Regions from separate parts of the Rattus norvegicus genome. Here region 2 is linked to region 1. Evidence: chromatin contacts called from public Hi-C data. All regions are on one chromosome and are shown on one strand. Each heading gives the region's core, a stretch centred on a gene start, on an enhancer-like site or on the middle of the called end of the contact. The rest is flanking DNA. Distances are from core to core; before and after follow the strand shown. Region 1 overlaps Tns3 (tensin 3). Region 2 overlaps Tns3 (tensin 3).

Region 1 (5,927 bases), core at 2,859-5,358:
GCAGTGCACTGGGAAGGCCAAACTTCAGGTATAGCAAGCCCCTAAGAAGCCTGTTATTTGAGACGGGGACTCTTGCAGGCCTGGAGTCTCCACACAGCCCCGGCTGGATACTCAGAGAACTCTAACCATGTGCTGATCTCTTCCTTCCCGGTGCTGAGATTAACACACTCCACCTAGCTTTTTAATGTGGGTTTTAGGGACCAAACTCAAGTCCTCGTGCTTACACAGAGGCATTTTACCAGCTGAGCCATCTCTTACGCCCTCCTTCCAGCCTTCAGAAGTCAAATGCGTCTCCTGGCCAGCCTGGGCCCTGTGCTGGTCTACGTCATTCACTTTCTGCCTTGTCTCCAGGAAGTCCAGGCCGGCTCCTGAAACCGATGGAGGAGCCTGGCTAACCACTCCACCCGAATGAACTGTAGCTCACACTTATCCTCCCTGGCATGGATGTCACCACGCAAACCAGAAACACCTTAGCACAGTCTGACAAGATAAGGACTTTAAGAAATGGAGGTAGTATCAAAAGGTAATTCCTCGATATCACAGAAAATTCCGTGTCATGGTTTCGTGCTATTTTGCTCTTGTATCCGTTTGAATGAGGATCCAAATCAAAGCCCTGTGATGTGGATTGAATGTGCCCTTGGTTCCCTTACACAACAGGCCCCTCCTCTTCTTTTTCCAACACATGTTTAAAAGACCAGGATCGGGGCTGAAGAGATGGCTCAGCAGTTAAAAAGCACTGGCTTCTCCTTTAGAGAATCTGGGTTTGGGTCCCAGCACCCACATGCTGGCTCACAACCACCAGGAGCACCAGTTCCAGGGGATCTAGGGCCCTCTTCTGGCCTCTGCAGGTACCCGTCATGTAAAACAAAAAGCAATAAATCTTAAAAGACTGGGTTTCTTTTCACTTGGTAGAATTTCGGGCCTCCAGTCGCAGCTGACTCCCAGGCATTAGCTCATAGATCATGGCCCCTCATTTCCTGTCAGTTGCTCATGGATCTGAGCTGGATCTGATTCTGGTTCCAGTTCTGGTAACTGCAGGGCAGGGGTGGGTGTTCTTCCTCCAAGGCAGCACATGACCCGCAGCCCACTTCCTCTTTGTGATAGCACAGGCCACTCAAACCTCCCCTTCATCCTTTCTTTGGAAACCACAAGACACAATCCTACAAGACAGGAAGGGTAGTGGACTTAGAGCTCTCTCATATGCTAAGGCCCTAGGCTTAATCCCCAGCACAAAAAGAAGAAAGAATAAAAGTTAAGTGATTACTTTTTTTTTTATCCATAAATCATTAAAATGAGTCTCCTAGCGTCGTGACTGTTATTTAAGTAATAATGTGTTTAAAGTAAGCTATAGATCAAAGTTGTGTGCCTACCAAAGGTAACAGCAAAGGTAAGCTCTATCTCAACCTGGATCTAGGGCCACCGGGTTCCTCTGAAGCCCCTGATCCTGCACCCACAAGCCTGCTCTCCAGGACTAATTTGTTCTCAGAAGAGAGTCCACGAACAGCCCCCCCATTTCTAAGGCCGAGGAAAAGATACAGGTGGCTCCCCATGTTCCCCATGCTGGGAGGCTTAGCCCCAGATGTGTGCACATCTGTGTAATTGAACCAAACATTCAATTCCACACAAGTTTTCTTGTTCTTTCTTTATACTTGAGCCACTAGGGAAAAAAACGACAGTTTCCAATAAACACAAAACGGCTTTCCTTCCCACAGAAGTCTTTGCTAAGCGTGTATGAAAAGTTCCCAGTGGACTAGGGGAGAACGGTGATGGCAGGAGGCACTATCTTCAAGCTCTAGGCTCCCACAACACAGCAGCCCGCTGCTAGCAGAGCACCCAGGGGTGTTTGCTCTCTGTGGGCCCAGGGAACTGCTACAAATACCTGCTCTTCCAAATAGCAGGTATTCTTCAACCGCAGAATATCACAGTTAAGGTGGTCTATCTACCCCTATACATCAAGGAAGCAGGGTAGAAGTGGTCCACCATAGCCACATGTCAGTACGGAAGGAACTTGAGATCGGGTCCTGGCTCTCTGACTGGCCACTGATACAAATTAGGGACAGTGCATGGTATCTTGCTGGGCACGCCTAAGGAAGGTAAAAGACCCTCAGACCATTGAAGTACTAAGCCAACAGATGTCCCACATGATTGAGAGTTTACAACGTCACCAGGCCATACCCTAAGAGCTTTCCAATCCAAGGAATAAAAAATTAAGCAAGGAGTCCAGCAGAATTTGGCAGTAGGGACACACTTTAGTCATGGGGCATGGAGAAATGAAGTAGGTGCTGACCAGGAAGTTCCTCCCTAAGCTGGCCAGCTTTCACAGTACTAGACTGCAAGGTGCTGTGTGCTTGGGGGAAGTAAGGGGGGGCATCAACAGACTTACCCACCTGTGAACCCTATGAGCTACCAGATCTGATCAGCCCATGAGTGTAACAGTAACAAGAACGTTGTTTCTGCTTTCTAATTAGAATTAAGGCTTGCACCACAGGCTGAAAGACAGAACCAGGAGTATATCCATAAATCTGGCCAAGAGCCTATAGCTAGGAGCTCACAGGTCCTAGAGGAGAACTTAATATTTTTTCTATTAAAACAGGCATAATTAATCAACTGCCTCTAAATTCAGATCTCTCTACTCATAGATCGGTCCGGCTCTCAGACCTCATCGGAGGGGTCTCTGTGCATCCAAGGAGAGAGAATGAATGTCAGCGGAGTTGCCAAACACAGCCGGGACATCTATAACACTGACGGTTCAAGAACCATTGCAGAAGGGTGGGAGGGGGGGGGTTTGGAATGATTGAAAAAAGCCAGGGAGTTGGGGAGGTCTGGATCGAAAAACAGTATCCTCTGGACATAAGGGCAGAGAGGGGTCCATGAGCTGCGTCTCTAATTGAGGAGCTCCAGAGCATCTGGGTAAGGGAGAGCCAGGGCCCTGGTAGGTTGATAACCTGCTGTGGATGGCCCCACACATAGGAGGGGAGGGGGAAGGGGAAAGGGGGAATAGGGGAGGGGAGGAGGAGGGGAGGGGAGCACAAATTAGACCTCATGGGTTACTTTTAGAAAAAGTAGTAACATGAGTTTGAAGGGGGGTGGTTTGGGTCTGGGAGAAGCTAGGGGAGGAGGAAATTAAACGTGATCAAAGTACATAATATGAAATCCTCAAATAACTAGTAAAGATGTTTTCTAAAGGTTTAGCAGGGGGTGAAAACCCAAAGCAAATAAGCATTCGATTACACTCAGTAGTAATAGTTCCATCAACAATCACACATGGCCGGGCCACTGTCTTCAATGGCCCCACATTAACATGCATGGCCGAGGAATAAAGGAAATCCCGTTGGCCAACCTGCCTGGCTCACTGCAGGGCAAACTAGCCACTGGACTTGGCAGCACTCCAGTCACTCAAATCCCAGCTTCCTGTGAGTCCCTCAGAAAGGGGCTGGCTGCAGCACCCTGGGGACTTGGGTCAATATTTAAGAGGAACCGCCTTAGGAACTGGTCCCCAGGGAGCCAGGGGAAAGGGAAGGGCAGGGGGCTAGGGTCAAGAGCTGCTGCCCTGCCAGCCTCACTTCTCTCTTTATAGTGAGAGCCCCAAGATCCAGGGAGGTCTACCAGCCTCAAATCCACAGACACAGTAAAGGGACACAGTGAGAGGACAGGATGATGGTGAGAACGGAGCGATCATCTCAAGTGTAACCAGGGCCTGCAGCCCAGTGTGGGCATTTAATCATTAGCTAGGGCTTTGTGCTCCTTTTGTGCGTAAGCTGACACCACCAAAGGTCAACATGTCCTGGCCTTGCCTCACAATCCCTCCACCTGCAGAGGGAGGACAAAAGCTTAAACAAGAACCAACCTGGCTTTCAAAGATCGGTGACAAAGGCAGCCGGCCTGCCTGTGACAGGCGGGCATTGTTGGGTTCATTTTCCATTTCCCACTAGGACCAGTGCTAAGACGTGTAGCTTGGGGCTACAGATGACAGCGCAAGGCTTCCAGGAACCTCCTCTCCCCGTCTGCCTTTCCCAGAAACCCAGAAAAACCCTCGCAGTTGGACACAGTCAAAAGATGCATGTTATTTTAGGTGTGGGAGGGGATGGTGAAATCAAAGAAAGAGAAGGATCAAAGTCTGGCTTGTGGCTGGATGGGAGGAGCCACAGACTTCCCAAAGATCTATGCCTCCAAGGTCAACCATCTCGGATGTTTTAGAAGAGAACTGAAACAAGACATGGATGAGCGAAGATCTGAGCTCGAGTCAGGCATCCCAGGGAAGCATCCGTGAACACTGGCAGGCTCTGGCTGGCCCACCAGCATCCTGCTCACAGCATCGCTGCTGGCAAGATAAGGAGCCCCTGGTAGTTTGGCTTTGCTATCCTTCCTGGGAGAAAGGGGTGTGGCAGTCCTGCCCAGTGCCCCTGACAGGTCACAGGCAAAGGCTGCTTCTCAGTTACCATTTGGGACCCATCAGTTCTCTTCCTGGCCTGGACCTCCTACACATTATTCCTTGGAAGACTATTTCACTGCTCTGCAGACAGAGTGGCTTCTTCCCATCAGTTGTCTGGAGAACAATTAAGCAATATGACCACGTTGCCAGAGTACTGGCTTCCTGAGGCTACTGGAACAAGAACCCCGCAGTGCACACCTCAACACCACAGGCATTTTTCCCCCAACATATGGGGCCCGTTCTTGAGACTGGTCCTGTCTTTTGCATCTTAGCATGACCACTGCAGCTCTGGGACCCCGGGTCTTGTAGACTCATTGTTTCCATCTCTGCCTCTGTCACCACAGGGCCCTTTCCCTGCACATCTCCACGTGTGAATGCAGGCCCGTCCTCATCCCGCCCGTTCACATTCCCAGAGTTACAGGTCTGAGATAGGAGTGACTGTTAAGGAAAACATTTTGAGTTGAGCCTCTAACTTCCCAGTAAGAGCCAAGGTATTGGTGGAGAGATACACTCCTCACACTGGCTATCCATCTACTGGGACAATGGAATTAGACCTCCAAATTAGAATTTCTCTAGGAATCACATGCCGGAAGAAATATCTGGAGCCAAGTGTCAGCCAGAGGGGAAGCTGGTCTCAAAGTTATTTTACACAGTTCTGACTCCTGATCGGACTCCGTTGTGGAAGAAACTAGAGGCCGGTCAGTGATGGGTCAATGGTGGACAGGACCACACCAAGACTGAGACTGTCTAGCTGTACAAACTCTTGTGCTCTATTTAAAGCTAAGCCTCATGCCAGTCCAAGAAGGCGGACTCACCAGTCACTGGACCTCTTGATTTCTTCCTCTTCTGGTGTGACGATATTGTTAGATAAATCTCTCTCTGCTTTTCTTCATCACTTGTTTCTTTAACTGGCTTATTGAGGACCAGTGACTGAACCAAAGCCATTAGGGCTACAGGAACCAGACTCTGACTCAAACAACTCCAGTAATACCAGTATAGAGTGTCCTCTGGAACCCAGAAAAATGAGGACAACAACTATGTGTTCTTCCCACCACACACACTTCCTTAGGTTAAGGGTCAGGTGTAAGTTCAATTGTGAGGGGCGACTGTGGGGTCACCCCTCATCACCAATTCATACCCCATTCCCTTCAAGTCAGTCACAGGTGCAGGGAGGTAAGAACACTTGGGAGCAAAGCTAAAAATACGAGCATCTGAGGGGAGTCTAGAACTGTGGCTTTAAAGCCCTGCCCATCCACAACCACCCACACCTCAAAAACCGATGACATCCAGGCTTCCCTGAACCCTACAGGATGGTGTAGAAGCGAGGAAAGAAGTCAGTAGTAAATATGTAATGAATGTGTCTCCATTAGCCAGTCCAGAGATCCAGGCTGACCTCTGCTGCTCTCAAGAAGCTGCCTGCTACTACAGAATGTGAACAACTCTGGGGACCCAGAGTTCTGCCTAACTCCAGGTTCTGCGCCTCCTTGGACTCACT
Region 2 (5,600 bases), core at 6-2,505, 62 kb after region 1:
ACAGAGGCAAGCCAATTTCTTAAAAATTGAAGGCCAGCCTAGACCTCACAGGGAATTCCAGACCAGCCAGGGACACATAGTGAGACTCTCGTCTCAAAAGAAGAGAAAGAAAAAGAAGGAGGAAGAAGAAGAGGAGGACGTAAAAGAGGAGGACAACAATAAGAATGACCCGGGGATCAATTCCCAGCACTGACACGGTGGCTTACAACCATCAATAACACCAGTTCCAGCCTGGAGACACTAGCAACCATATGGTGTACACACACACACACACACACACACACACACACACACACACACACACACTGAGCTAAATCCCCAACTCCCACAAAGTTTTTAGATGCGACAAATTCTGGGTTTTTATTTCACAGACTTCCAGAGTTGAGAATAACAGATCATGTGTTGCAAGACAGAAGACTTCAATGCTCTCACTACAAAAAAATAACAAGCATTTGAGAGAGGCTGACATGCTAACACCCCCACTGTTATCGGGATGTAGTGCACACTTATATAAAAACACTGTGCTAGAGCTGAGAGACACACACACCACTGGGTTCTATGCCTATGAACAATTTCTATGTTCGAAATAAATGAAAGTTAGAAATCCGACCTAACTTACAGAAAACCTGTGCAGTTTCCCCAGGCAGTCTGCTAAGAAGAACCCAAGCCTGATCTCCATCCAGATCCCAGCCGGTACCCTCCAATGTTGAGATTCTCTCAGTCTGTTTCCAGAATCCCCAGGGAGACCCTTGGGTTATCCCTAGTCCTTAGACACCTCACCCGCTCTCCAGACAAGAAACGACCCAACTTCTCCTGCTGGGGCCAGCACACAACAACAAAACCACATCTAGACCCTGGGCAGGGAACCTGGCACATCATCAGAGGGGCCACCCAGGGTCAGGACGGGCCATAGTGACCCTTAGACTCCCCTGGAGGAGGACAGAACATCCTAAACTGATCAAACCCTACCCCAGTCATTCACACCACAAATCCTGAGGGGGCTCCCAGATACAACATGTCTTCAAAATCCCCCCACGAGGCTCATGGCTACAGCTGAGTTGACACGCTAGGAGCGATGGACTTGGGAACAAGAAGCCCAGAGCCTGGGACATTCTCCCAAGCAGACATGCCTAAGGGGAAATAGGCAACACAGGCTGCAAAGACCAGGATGCCTTGGGAGACTCCAGTTAGGCTAGCTATTCAACGGCAGGTTTAATATTAACTTCACTGAGTCACCCGTTTCTTCCCTCGTTACTGCTGACCGATCTCAAAGACTTCTACTGAATGTTAATCAGACACTGGAGGAGTGGGGAGGGGCTTTCTTCGCTGTCTGCTAACTCCTCCGCCTCTCTGCAAGCCCCACCCCTATTTCTGTTTTCATCAACAAAACAAGTTTTAGCTACTTACTATCGAAGTCTTCCAAGGTAAGTTTGCTGCTCAGGTGGCCATGAGTCAGCATTTCCCTACCCAGACCTTTCACAGACACCTCAGAGAATCCAAACAAGCCGCAGTAGCCTCCCCACCCCCACCCCTTCATGGAAATGGCCTTGAGGTTCAGACCCCAAGTGTTCATCAAGCCTGGCAGAGCACTGATACACATGACTACCACACAAGGGGCAGCCCCTACCTTCCACCTCCTCCCCATGCACAACCACTCTGCAAATGCAGGAATGGCTTCCAAAGGGCGGATGACAAAGTGTCAACTCTCAACTTCCCAAGGAGTTTTGAGTAGTTGCTTTTAATTTTCAAGAGTCACTGGAGAATACTTATAGTGCGGGACTGGCAATCTTCCTAATCCTCCTTTATTAAAAAAGAACACTGTCCTCACACTGATAGTGTGGGTGGGGGCTGGCACTGGCTAGGGTAGGGCCCCTTTACTGTTGTGCTGGCACACCAACATGCACGAGTGTCTCACTGGGTCCCTCAGACCACATCCCTTGAAGCTAGGCCTCACATTGCATTAGAGAAAGAGTAAGTGTGTAGATCAACAAAGACAGCCACTAGGTTTAAGGTGACTGTCACTGGAGGCCACACCCCTGGGTTACACCCAGGGTTAGGTCTTTGGAATGCAAGGCCTCCTATCAGCTGCCCTTTGAATTTCTGATTAGCTGCTAAGGAGACCATTTCTCCATTCATGCATTCCAGAGTTTACTCAGCAGTGAGAGGGGCAGGACTCCTTAAACCCAAAAGGACTAAAGGAACCCCTTCAGACAAATAAAAGAGGGAAGGAGCCATGGTGGGAAGAGAGCCCAGAGGATGAGGAAATGGAGTATGGAGCAGAGAGCCAAAGGAAGAACTAAGGGTCTCGAGGTACCTACCACTCCAAAATGGCAGGGGGGAGGCATCTGCAGGGGACCGAAAGGTCAACATCTCCACTCACTGGCGCATCAGGAGTGAAGGACGAGCCTGCTTCTGACCAAAATGTGGAGGGCACAGGGAGTCATGACACCAGAAGATTCTCTCCCCTGGTTGTTCTTGTTACCTTGGTTCCACCAGCCAGAAGAACAGACTACATTGTGCACCTGCGGTTTGTAAGAAAAAGTGAAGACCAGAGGGACCCCAGGCCAAGGCTACCACTTCCAGTCCTGAGCATAACCCTAAATCTACCTTGGCCATGGTACAACCACAACACGGACACGCGCAAACTCAAATAAAGGCTAGTCCAGCACCGGGCACTCAGTGGCACGGTCTTTTCTAAACTTAGACGCATGCGCACTGCAGGACCCAAGCCTCGGGACTCCAATCATGTGACGCTGGCTCAGCACCTCCTCCTAACCACCATCTCTGTCCTCCCCACCCCTGCCTTTGGCAATAAACCTGCTACAGAGCATCGCACCCTTCAAAAATAACCCCACCCAGACCCTCCTTCCTCCACTCCTGTAGAGGGGAACTGTTGGCGCCCAGCACCAAGGCTCCACTGCATCCCACTGAGACATTCGGACACCTCCTCTCCCCAGCTCCCTCACCGGGAAGGGATATCATGTCCTCCTCCCTCCCTCCAGTTGTCCTTCCCAGCATATTCCCAGCAATGTGTATGCACACTCTTTCAACATATACTGAACCCCCAAACCGCACCGGATGCCTCATTTCGGTTCCCTGTCCTTGAAAAACCTTGGAGTGTAGCTTTTCCTAGATGGTCCCCTGTGGCCACACTGCAGAACTGTCCCATCGGCTGACTGTCCTCCCCCCAGTACTTACTGGGGTCCCATCTCCTCCTGAGACCCTTCCCATCCCCTCGTATTCTCTACCACCACTGTGGATTGACCCTGGCACCCTTTTCCCAGTGCACACAACCATCCCTCAGCAAGCCCTGTAGAGGGAGGCCCGAGCTGGGCCGAGCTCTTCACCTCCTCTCCCACCATTAGTCCACCAATAAACTGACCTCTGACCTCTCTGCATCCAAAGCCAGCCAGGCGGAGCTTCTTCTGGGGAGATTCAGGAAGGACACAAAACCCAGCAAAACTCCTCCCACACCTAATCAGTTTTTTGTAAAAGGCCATAGGCCCCTTGGGCTAACCTAATCTTGTCCCTCCCCCTCCCCCCAGATCAGTTGTCTGATCTGCTTGCATGCTGCTGCCTCCGGACAAGCTCTGTTGGGTCATTTCCCTATCAACCTTGTCTCTTCCCTATCAACTCTCTTTCAAATTTCTGCCAAAATGTACCTCCTCCGGGAACCCTTCCACGATGCCCTATAGAAGACATCCCTTGCCGGTAAGTACTTTGTTATCTGTCTTTGTCTTGTTTCAGTGACCTTATCACCACAGTGATGTTCTTTCACTTGGAAGTCTCTGCCAAGGGGCCAGGGACTCCATCCACTAGAACAGGATCACAGCTCATCACTCAGGTGCGCTGAGTGAGTGAGTGAGTGAGTGAGTGAGTGAATGAATGAATGAATGAATGAATGATACTACTGATGGGCCTTAACACAGAGAGCCCTTACTGCCCCGTTTAGGATTCTTCATGGTCTAATCAGAACATCTGCAGTCTGAACCCGACCAGGGCCCCGTCGTTTCTGTCTATCTGTCTATCCCCATACTCCAGGCCAAGTTTAGACAATGAGAACAGTATCAGAGAAGGGGGTAGGGAAATGCTAACAGAGACATCACTGTGTGCCCATGCTAGAAACGGCTATAGGACCCACAGCTGCAAACAGGGACAGCTTGGTGAACTGCAGTGCCTACTGTACAAGTCAAATACAGACACAAGAGGGGAGGCAGGCAGACCACAGAGACTCTCTATCCCATGATAAGATGATCTGGACCTTGAGGAGAGGTTCCGTCATAAGTCTACCAGCAGTCTCTTACAGCCTGTGGAGTCTTTCTATCTAAAAAGAATAATCAGAGGTGGGAGCTGTCGCTCAGTGGTACATACAGCACTTGCCCGGCATGTGACTGTCCCCAGTATAATCAGAAACCAATGACAGTATCAATGTTATATCTATTTCCATCGGCGTGGAGAACACTCAATGGTTCAATAAGGTACACAAAGTGCAAGAGATGTAGTCACTCCCGCTGTTAGACCATCCTGAGGGTCACACCACTTGGGCAAAGGCAGTCCTTTGCAGTGGAGTGCTGAGATGGCTCCCTCTAGGTCTGAACCCGACAAGGAGCTCACAGGGGCTTCTCATGAAGGTCTGTGGGTGACGGCCATTCTCAGACCCGCTGAAGTGTTAGAACATCTTTCCCTAGGCACGGGTGTCTCCAGGAGACCTCTGCAAACGACTTGCCCATCCAGAGTCTATCCCTCAGCCTGCAGATTTGTCACATCACCGAGTCCCTGCAGGACAGAAGACCTATGTCCACATCTGCTAGACTCCAGGAAGAGAGCCTTCCTCAGGCTCCTCCCATTTCCGATAAGCGATAAGGGAGATGCTCCTCTGACAAAGAGAGAGCGGTGGAAACAGCAGATAATCAGGCTGGAGATGTGTAGTGGACAGCTCTTTTGTCCAGGGTGCTTCCTCTGTTTATCTAGGAGTGCTGATATGGTGACCTCAGAAGGAAACACAAACACCACCAAGGTCATCAACAAGGACTGGCCCCAGCGGACTGGACAGAGTGCTCAAAGACAGGCAGCAGGGCTCTGTGTGGGGCAGGACCCTCAAGCAGCTTCCCCAGGGCCGGCCCTGTGGCCAGCAGAAGGACCTAACCTGAACAATTAGAAGGCATCGTGGAAGGAAGGGCCAGATGCTGCTGAAATATAGCTTTAAAAAAAAAAAAAAACTAACAAGTCTCTTTCCGGCTACCCCATCTGTGAGCAACAGACTGGAAGGAAGACAGGGAATGGGGGATGGGCAACAAAAACCTGACCAATCTGGGGACATAGCCAAAGGACAGACTCTTGGTGACTTGGTACCAGGAAGTGGCTAGAGCCAGTCATTACCAGAGTTGGGGATAATGGTGGGGGACAGGTGTCCTGGGTGGTGGCTGGACTCTGGGCATACTTAGAGACATAGAAGCCCACCAAGGAAGGCTGAGGTCTGGATTGTACCATTCTCTCCTGCTCCAGCACCAGGTGTTTCCTGAGCAGAGGAGAAAGAAGAAGCACTTGGGACAAGACGGTCAGAGCACTTGCAAGTGACAAGAGGAACAGAGACACTGGAA

Evidence for each region. A called contact is a pair of places that touch in the nucleus more often than the background predicts.
Region 2: a contact with region 1 is called in a Hi-C map of kidney, with 1.9 times the contacts expected there. The contact joins two enhancer-like sites. A contact is called at or near these places in 3 of 12 Hi-C or Micro-C datasets (hepatocytes, kidney and liver) and 1 of 1 datasets of contacts at active chromatin or transcription factors (oligodendrocytes).

What each region holds. Positions count from the first base shown.
Region 1 is chr14:87,523,398-87,529,324 of GRCr8, forward strand. All of the region lies in intron 4 of Tns3 (tensin 3), which reads right to left. LOC120096660 (a long non-coding RNA gene) reads left to right here. Exons shown (of 3, transcript XR_005493413.1): 2 at 352-523; 3 at 2,640-2,765. Among named protein-coding and RNA genes, the nearest start is that of Tns3, 93 kb to the right of the region's middle. Within about 2 kb of position 4,109, at least 15 of the 93 cell types and tissues checked have an H3K27ac peak or open chromatin away from gene starts, as enhancers often do. A contact at or near this core is called in kidney, where this site is marked.
Region 2 is chr14:87,587,851-87,593,450 of GRCr8, forward strand. All of the region lies in intron 1 of Tns3 (tensin 3), which reads right to left. Among named protein-coding and RNA genes, the nearest start is that of Tns3, 29 kb to the right of the region's middle. Within about 2 kb of position 1,256, at least 18 of the 93 cell types and tissues checked have an H3K27ac peak or open chromatin away from gene starts, as enhancers often do. A contact at or near this core is called in kidney, where this site is marked.